Regions from separate parts of the Mus musculus genome. Here region 2 is linked to region 1. The links are chromatin contacts, called in public Hi-C maps. All regions are on one chromosome and are shown on one strand. Each heading gives the region's core, a stretch centred on a gene start, on an enhancer-like site or on the middle of the called end of the contact. The rest is flanking DNA. Distances are from core to core; before and after follow the strand shown. Region 1 overlaps Gm34049 (a long non-coding RNA gene). Region 2 holds the start of Syt6 (synaptotagmin VI).

Region 1 (4,153 bases), core at 1,020-3,519:
CAGTAAGGTGGCCCAGGCTGAGGCTAAATGACTCCCAGGTGTCTGTGCATGGCATTATCTGTGCCACCTGTCCTTTCTGTTAGTTTAGATGGCAGAGAAGTATCCCCTCTTGACCAGAGGTGTCAATCTTGAGTCTCTCCAACTGAGCAAGTGATGTGAACCACCGGGTCGTTTGCGAATGGCAGTACAGGTTGAAGGTGGCTGTGGTTAATCAGGTGCCATAACACTAGTCTTATAGTCTGAATCCTGGATGCACCCCTGGGCCTCAGACCCCGAGCTCAAAGGTTCTCACTGTAAAACCTGACACCAGGAGTCATTTTCATGGTGTTGGTCAGGAGAACCAATGGGAGAACCCTCTGGCTGGCAAGGCTGAGATGCAAGGTTGCCGCTTTTGTTTCTGGAAATACCTGCAGGCTTAGGCCAACACCACAGAGGGTCTCTCACCCTGATAGTACCTTACAGGAGGGAATGATGAAAGAGAGTTTAGCATCATCATTTCAGAGTTGAACTGTGGTCCAAGATCAGCAGGATGTCCCACAGTTTCACGCTACCTGTTCCCAGCCTCTGTGCCACAGGGTCATCAGAGCGAGTGACAATGTGATAATTGTGTCCTTGCCTCTCCTTAGTTTCACTAATAAAACCCCTTTTATCTGTGTCAACTTGTTCACCCATTTGGAACAAGGACTCTCTTCTAATTGGCAAGTCATCGCCAGAGTAATAATACCTGTTATTACCGCCCCATCTCTCAGGCAATAGTAAGTTATTATTATGTGCTTGGATAAAAATGCCCACACTGTTATTTGGAAGACCAGATTAAACAGAGCAATACAGTCTCAAGCAATAATAATGACATCTTGCTTTTCCACGGTGCATTGATTTTTCAAGTACATAGTATGTCAGCAGGCTATTCCCTGACTTCCTTGGGCCAAGAAATCCTGGCATTGTGCCTTTTGTTCTGTTTGGAACTCGAAGTTTTCAGTTCCCATGGATCTTTAGAAGTCTCTGTGCAGAGACTTCATCTGCAGGGTTTGGTGACAGCTGTGTCAGACCAAGACAGGCCTGGTTGGAATGAAGTGGGGTCTGTTTTTCTGCAAACATGTAGCTCTGACCCCAAAGAGGCAGCTTCTTTATTATGACCATTTATTATTTACAAAGCGCCGCAGGTGTACATGACATTTTATGAGACACAAAGACAAGGTCCCTGCCCCGTGGACTGAAAGGTTTCATCCACCATTTCATCTGTCTGAGCTGAGCTGTGGGGAGGCAAGACAGGCAGGTAGGGCTGAAGCCCCGAGTGCTGTCTGGGGCAGCTGACTGGAAGGAAAGCTTTCTAATGAGGGATTTTAAATGCAGGCAAGCTGAGACAGATGCATTCAACTCTTTGGGATCTCGACAGTTGGAGAGGTGTCTGCATTCTACATTCTGGTGCAGGAAAATCAAATTTTGCCCATGCACCTTGGAATGGTTGCGGGAGAAACAAGGATGACCACTAGGAAGAGATGGCAGATGTCCCACTGTCCTGAGAGCCTCTGAGAGTATCATCTGCCTTCCCCTTTCTGGCTCTCTAGAAAGCTGTTTTGTTTGGTCTGTTTGACTTGTTTTGAGGAATGGTGAAGAACATAAAGAGCATTAGTGAGGATTTAAAAAAAACCTATTAAGTTATTATTTAACTTTAAACAGATTATTTTTCTTTTCTAGAAATATGAATTTCGGGCTGTTTGGACATCTTTAGTTTCTCCCTACAGCTCATCAGCCAGGCTAGGCCTAAAGGTGCTGGCTCCCCACATTGCCTGAACTGTTCATTTATTCACCGTACCAACTCCCATTGAGTGGCTTGAAGAGATGAATATGATCATGTCCTTCGCCTGAGAAGCAATGGACAGACGGGAACAAGGATGTGAAAAGGCAGAGAGGTTGGGGCTGAATCTGTGTCCTCCTGTGGGAGGAGACAGAGGTGTTGGCCCTGTGAGCACACTTCCTTCAGCACTTCCAATCATTTGTTTGGAACACATCTGAGTTCCTACCCTCAGGAGCAAGGGCTCAAATTCTAGGAAGGCTCACAAATCCAGCCTTGCCCTAGGCTCAGGAAGCACAGATCACATCCCTGGCATGGGACTCTTCCTGCTTCGAGCTCAGGGCTTAGTCCAACACCACAAGGCAGATTTTGCAGCCAGAAACAGATATAAATTTGGCTGAGCAGAGCCAGTGGAAGCAAAATAGATTCTGTAATGTACAGAATATGCAGCAGATGGCTCTGCTTCCTACCAGCCCTGTAAGACTGATTAACACAGCCCACTGCCCTCCATCACCACCACCATCCTTATTACTACCAGCATCAGCACCAGCACCAGCACATCGTATTAAAAGTCTTCTGGTACATACATGGCCCTTGCAAAATGCTCCATGCCTGACATCTAGATGAGAATGTCTCTTCTTCCCTCCCTCCCTCCCTCCCTCCCTCCCTCCCTCCCTCCCTCCCTCCCTCCCTCCCTCCCTCCCCCCTCCTTCTGCAACACATCCAGCCCTGTCTGTGCTCCTGTTACAGTTGGCTCCGCAGTCCTCCTCTCTCTCCTCACCTCTTTTTTTTTCTCCCCCACTCCAGCTTCATATTCTCTCTCCTCACACCAGTTGTCTCAAAGCATGGGACTCAGGTGAACCATTGAAGTCGTGTTCATCGTAGAGATCTCTGGGAGCCATCCCCACAGCAGGTTGTGGAGGGCATTTGCCTTATATCCTCCCTAACCCCAACTGGAGCCCCAAACTTAATATTCAATTAATATTCAATTTGTCACTTTAGACAGGGGAGGCAGCCATAGAAGGGACTAAACAATGACATATCTGGCTTGTACCTGATGACACAGGCAAAGTCTTTAGGAATTTTGCTGATTGGTTGTCAGCCGTTAGGTAGCTTGAAAGTCGTGATGAGAATATTTATAAGAGAGAATTCACTAAACATTGCAAAGACAAGAACTTAAGAATTTGCCGCACGGCACTGGACACCTGGTATAATCCAGTCCAGCCAAAGCTGTTGACAAATCACAAAGGTCCAGAGAGGTGACATCCAGTTAGCTGTCTCGCAGTAGGCAAGGAAGGCACCGTCTACCCACAACGGCCCATTCTTTCTTCATAAATGCTGGAGGAAGGTTAGTTTGCAAGGATACTTCTGTCTGCCACTCTTAAAAGCAACGAAGACTCTTTGATTCTGAGCCACCATGTGTGACTCCTCCAAGCAGAAGGGAAATCTGTCCTGAGTTCTCAGCATTGATAGGAAGACTGGACAAGTGGACTCAAGGAAGGGCTGATCTAGGCTCATCTGGAGGCCATGGGATAGTAAATATCCGGGGGCATTCAAGAAGATCAGAAAGATGCTGCTCTCCCTCTCCCTCTCCCCCTCCCCTCCCCCTTCCCCTCCCCCCGACCTCTCCTTCCTTCCTCTCTCTTCCTGCCCTCTGCACAAATTATAACAAGGTTTCTAGGCTGGGCTTCTACTACTCACTGTGTACTCAAGTACTCAAGTGTGCTGGCTAGTTTATGTAATGGGAATAGTGGGGCTTGCCTTGGAGAGCTCTTCCTGACTAAGGAGTCAGGCTTTGGTCTCTGGCCCCTGTTTCCACCTCCCTCTGCTCCTGAAGCACTCATTCCAGCTCTGTGCGTGCACTTGCTGTGCTTCCTGTGTCCCTTCCTGTGTCCCTACGTCATTGTGGCATTACCTTTTTTGTTTGTTTGTGTGTTTGTTTGTTTTTAAATTTTTTTCAATCATCCAGGACTTTTCCAGGAAAATTCTATTTCATCACTCACCATGCCCTATCTCAGAGGGATGCTATGACCTTTCTCAGCCTTCCTGGTGTTTAGGGGTACAACACAGGTGAATACCACATGTACTTATATGGGGAACTCCAAACCTGAAGCTAGTGATGTGTAATGGAGGGAGCCAGGAGAAGCACCTCCTGGCAAAGGGCTCTCTTGCTTTCTTGGGGGATTCCAAGGTAGTGATTTAAGCAGAAAAATGAACAAATGAGCATTACCTAAGTCATGGAATTGCCGGGAAACTATGCATCTAGGAATAACAGCCCCAAATACTTTGGAGAACTAATCTAGAAGAGACGATGCTGGTTCTACTCCCCGCTCAGGGCGTGCACTTGAGCCAGTGACC
Region 2 (3,801 bases), core at 963-3,462, 56 kb after region 1:
CATTATAGGTATCTGACTTGGTTTTTCTTATCTCCTACACCCACTGTCTCTGTGCTCGTCTCTTCTATCTCTTGTCAGTGTCTCTGTCTCTTTCCTGCAGTTACTCTGGCACTCCAAATGTCCTAGGAGCCTGGAGCTCAGGTTTCTTCCTGCAGCCCTGTCAGGGCAGAACCTCTTTCGCTCTGTTAGCTTGAGAAATGCCAGAGACGCAGAGCTGCCTGCCGAGTGTGGAGGTTGGATCCGGGAACAATGAGAAATTATCCGTTAATTCTCAGCTCCTGCCACCTGCTCTGCTCCGAACAGGCTCCTTCCCTTTCAGTGGAGAGGCAAATTCCCCTACTCAGTGTTAAGCAAAATATTGATTTCCCTGCGTCGCAGACCTGAGCCCTTGGAAAGGTGGTCCCCGTTTTTTGTTTTTGTTTTTGTTTTGTTTTGTTTTTCCATTCTTTGCAAAGGGAAACAAGGCGCTTTGTTCTGCTAATGTTCCCAGGAAACTCGAGAGGAGGAGGGAGAAATCGCCGCGGAGTGAGAGTTGCCATAAACACCAGCAGAGAGCAGCTCTCCATTTGTGTTTTACATAAACACAAAACCCCCGCTTGGGAAGCTGCTAATGAGAGTGTTGCCTGGGGCCTCGGAACTCCGAACTCTCCTCGGGGCTGAAATCTACATTGGTGATGGAGGGGAGGATATCGGGCGTCTGGGTTCCTCAGGTGGGTGGAAGGCAAGTGGAGAGGCAGAAGCTTACCTGTTGTTGGAACAGCAATCCAGCACCACTGCCTGGAAGGTGGTCTGGATTGAACCATGGATCAAGCCGTCCTCAGTCCCTTCCGCTCAAGTTCCCACACTTCTCTATGGCAGGCTCTAGGGACCCGGGTGGAAGCTGCGAACCCGCTATAATAGCCCCTCCCCACTCTTCCCTAACACAGCGCGCACAAGCTGATTATACCAACCGAATCTTCAGCACCGCGGACAGGGACACTGCGCCTGTTAGGAGAACCTCCAGGCTGAGAGAAGAGGTCTCTTAGGTTGAGGCCTTTCTCTTGCTACCCTGGGCACTGTCTGTCTCGTGTTTGCAACTATAAGGGCCAGTTGATGCGGCTGGTACAGATGGTGCATGGTGGTGATCGTCTGGAGCTACCGCTCCAAATCTCCTCTCTCTGGAACCTGAGTCGCAGCCCAAGCCACCTCCAATTAACGTGTATTCGGAGGAAGGACCCTCCTCCCTGACCACTCTCACTTGCACACACCAGCCCCGTAGCTGCAGGTGCAGGGGCTCCAGCTAAAGTTTCTTTCCCAGATCCTACTTCGGAAAGGCAACACAATGATGATAGGTGAAGGGTGGGAGTCTACTGTGATAGGGCCTTAAGGGAGTCGCTCTCCTGTCTGTTAGCAATGGCTCCTAGATTTCCAGGCCTGGGTGAAAGCATCCCGAAACTAACAGCCACCCTGCTTCTGAGTCTCACTTCACAGTTCCTGAGGGGAGCTCCTTTTACAGTCTAGCCTCCTATTTAGATTTCCGTCTTTTTGGTCCTTGTTATATATGCTTCATACAAAAATATATTATTTATGGTGGGTTTGGTCTGATGCGTGGAGGTGGGTCTGGTGGGAACCGAACCCCTTTCTGAAATGCTCCCCACTCCTATTCAGAAACTTTCTCCTCCTGTTGCCATGGAGAGAGACGGCCGCTGCCTCCAGTCGCCATAGCAACGTGCGGGTGCCTCGGACCGCAAGATTGCGGGGCTCTGAAAGTCTTCTTTACAGTTCCCCTCGCTCTGCCGTCTTGGGGTCTTATATCTCCGAAGCCCAGACCCGGAAAGTCTGGCTAACTTCTCCTGTTAACTCTCTTTGCAGGGTCCTCCCGCCATACAGTCAGACCACTCCTTTTTATGTTGTGTTATTGCGATGCCCACTTGTTTGGCATGTGGCAGTTTCCCCAACGTTTTCACAAGCACTACCTATATATTCCCAGGGAGCTCATAGAGCACCAGTAATTATTACACCTCGTTTACGAAATGGAAAACTGAGTCCCAGAAAGGCCCAAGGTCATATCCGCAGTGAGGACTCAGTTGGCCTTGATCCTGCATGATGTGGGACAGCGGGGTTGGAACCTGCCCGGACTCAGGCAAGTCCCTGAGTGTGGAGGGGGCGGCCGTGAGGCGCCAGACTTGCCAGCTGCCGCGGGATGCCACGTGAGGGGCGGGGACCCTGCGGGGAAGTGATTAAAAGCAGAGCGGAGCCTCAGGGGGCCGCTGCGGGGAGGGTCTTCTTGGGGCCTTCTTACCCCGCCCCAGTCCGGCCGCGGCTGGAGTTCGAGCCACTACTCCGCTGGCCTGAGTGTCCGGGGCATGAGCGGGGTTTGGGGGGCCGGAGGGCCTCGGTGCCAGGCGGCGCTCGCGGTCCTGGCTTCTCTGTGCCGGGCCCGGCCGCCCCCTCTCGGGCTGGACGTTGAGACTTGTCGGAGCTTCGAGCTGCAGTCCCCGGAGCAGAGTCCAAGCGCGGCAGACTCAGGTACTGGGAGACCCAGGTCCCTCTCCACTCCTGGATTTCTCTTCTCAGTGGCCTCCCCTGCCCAAGGTACCAGCCCAAGGGCCCCAGAACCTCAGAAGTCTAGCTCGGAGTCCCAGTCTGGGTCAGTTCCCTGGCTCACCGCCCGCAGGGAGAGATTCGAAGAGGACCTGAGAGGAGAGAACCCTTCTCCTTCCAGGTCACTAATTATGAGAGCCCGGAGATGCGGCATCCTTGGGGCCTCAGTTTCCCTTGTGTCTTGGGCTCATCCCAGGAGCGATTGGCCAGGGTGAGGGGAATGGAGACGTCCTGGGCACGGAGGAAAGCTGTGTTTCAGGGGGTGGGGGGCTGTCCAGGGTTCAGGATCTAGGATCCAGGGCTCATTAGTGACTGGGTAAAGGCTGGCGGTGCCACTGGGCTTGGGAAAAACTTGCGCCTGCAGCTGGCACGCGGTCTTTGTGTCCAGGTTTCTCAGCAGCGAGTGGCTGTCTGCGTCTCGCCGGGGGGGAGGGGGGACGGGGGGCGGGGTGGGGAGAGTGTCGTGGCGTACCCCCACCCCCACCCGGCACCCCTATAACTCGCTTCCTCGGTCTCTCTCTGACTCACTCGGACTCCGGGCGGGTGTTCAACTGAGCCGGTGCCTCTCACCGACTTTGCCAGGCGGGAACCTCCTGCCCCGGCCCCGCGGACCCTGCGCCGGACGCAACCCCGGCAGCCGCCAAGTCTAGGCGGCAGCCCGAGCCGAGTCCAGCTCCTGAGCCCGGGTGAGTCCTGAGCCCGAGCCCCTCGGGGACCCGGTCCTGCGTGCAGCCGCGACGTCTCGCGGGAGTCGCGACAAGAGGGGTGGCGTGTCGCGCCCTGGCGGCGGGAGCCGCGGGAGTGTCCGCGGCGTGACAGCCGACCGGCCCGGGTATGTACCTGCTGCACCAGTCTTTGCCGCCAAGCTCTCCTGCTGCAGCGGGATCCTTTGTCCCGCAATTAGGAGGGTACAGGACAGAGGAAGTATGGGTCGTGTCCCCTCGGAGGGAAGGGCCCGGGGGCAGCCTGCGGCCCGGAGCGAATGCGGCGTGGGGGTGGGGAGATCCTGCAGAGACCCAAGCGCTGGAGTTCCTTGGGGCTCTGCAGACTCACCGTACCTTGTCCGCGACTGAGACCCCGATCAAGACCCTGACCAAGACCCTAGTGGCTCCGGGCCTAGGCTTAAGTGGGAGTCGCTTCGTGGTTCCATATGGCTAGTGAGGGAAAGACAGGAGGGGGCTGCTAAAGGCAGAAATGTGGTCCTCACGCATCTCTCCA

The links. A called contact is a pair of places that touch in the nucleus more often than the background predicts.
Region 2: a contact with region 1 is called in a Hi-C map of cerebellum, with 1.6 times the contacts expected there. The contact joins the promoter of Syt6 here to the enhancer-like site in region 1. A contact is called at or near these places in 8 of 484 Hi-C or Micro-C datasets (the N1E-115 cell line, brain, cerebellum and 4 more), 5 of 115 datasets of contacts at active chromatin or transcription factors (T-cell acute lymphoblastic leukemia, embryonic stem cells and forebrain) and 2 of 9 other capture datasets (embryonic stem cells and pancreatic islet).

What each region holds. Positions count from the first base shown.
Region 1 is chr3:103,516,637-103,520,789 of GRCm38.p6, forward strand. All of the region lies in intron 1 of Gm34049 (a long non-coding RNA gene), which reads left to right. Among named protein-coding and RNA genes, the nearest start is that of Gm34049, 17 kb to the left of the region's middle. Within about 2 kb of position 2,270, at least 7 of the 459 cell types and tissues checked have an H3K27ac peak or open chromatin away from gene starts, as enhancers often do. A contact at or near this core is called in brain, cerebellum and cortical neurons, where this site is marked.
Region 2 is chr3:103,573,033-103,576,833 of GRCm38.p6, forward strand. Syt6 (synaptotagmin VI) reads left to right here and starts at 2,213. Exons shown (of 8, transcript NM_018800.5): 1 at 2,213-2,508. The coding sequence starts at 2,346.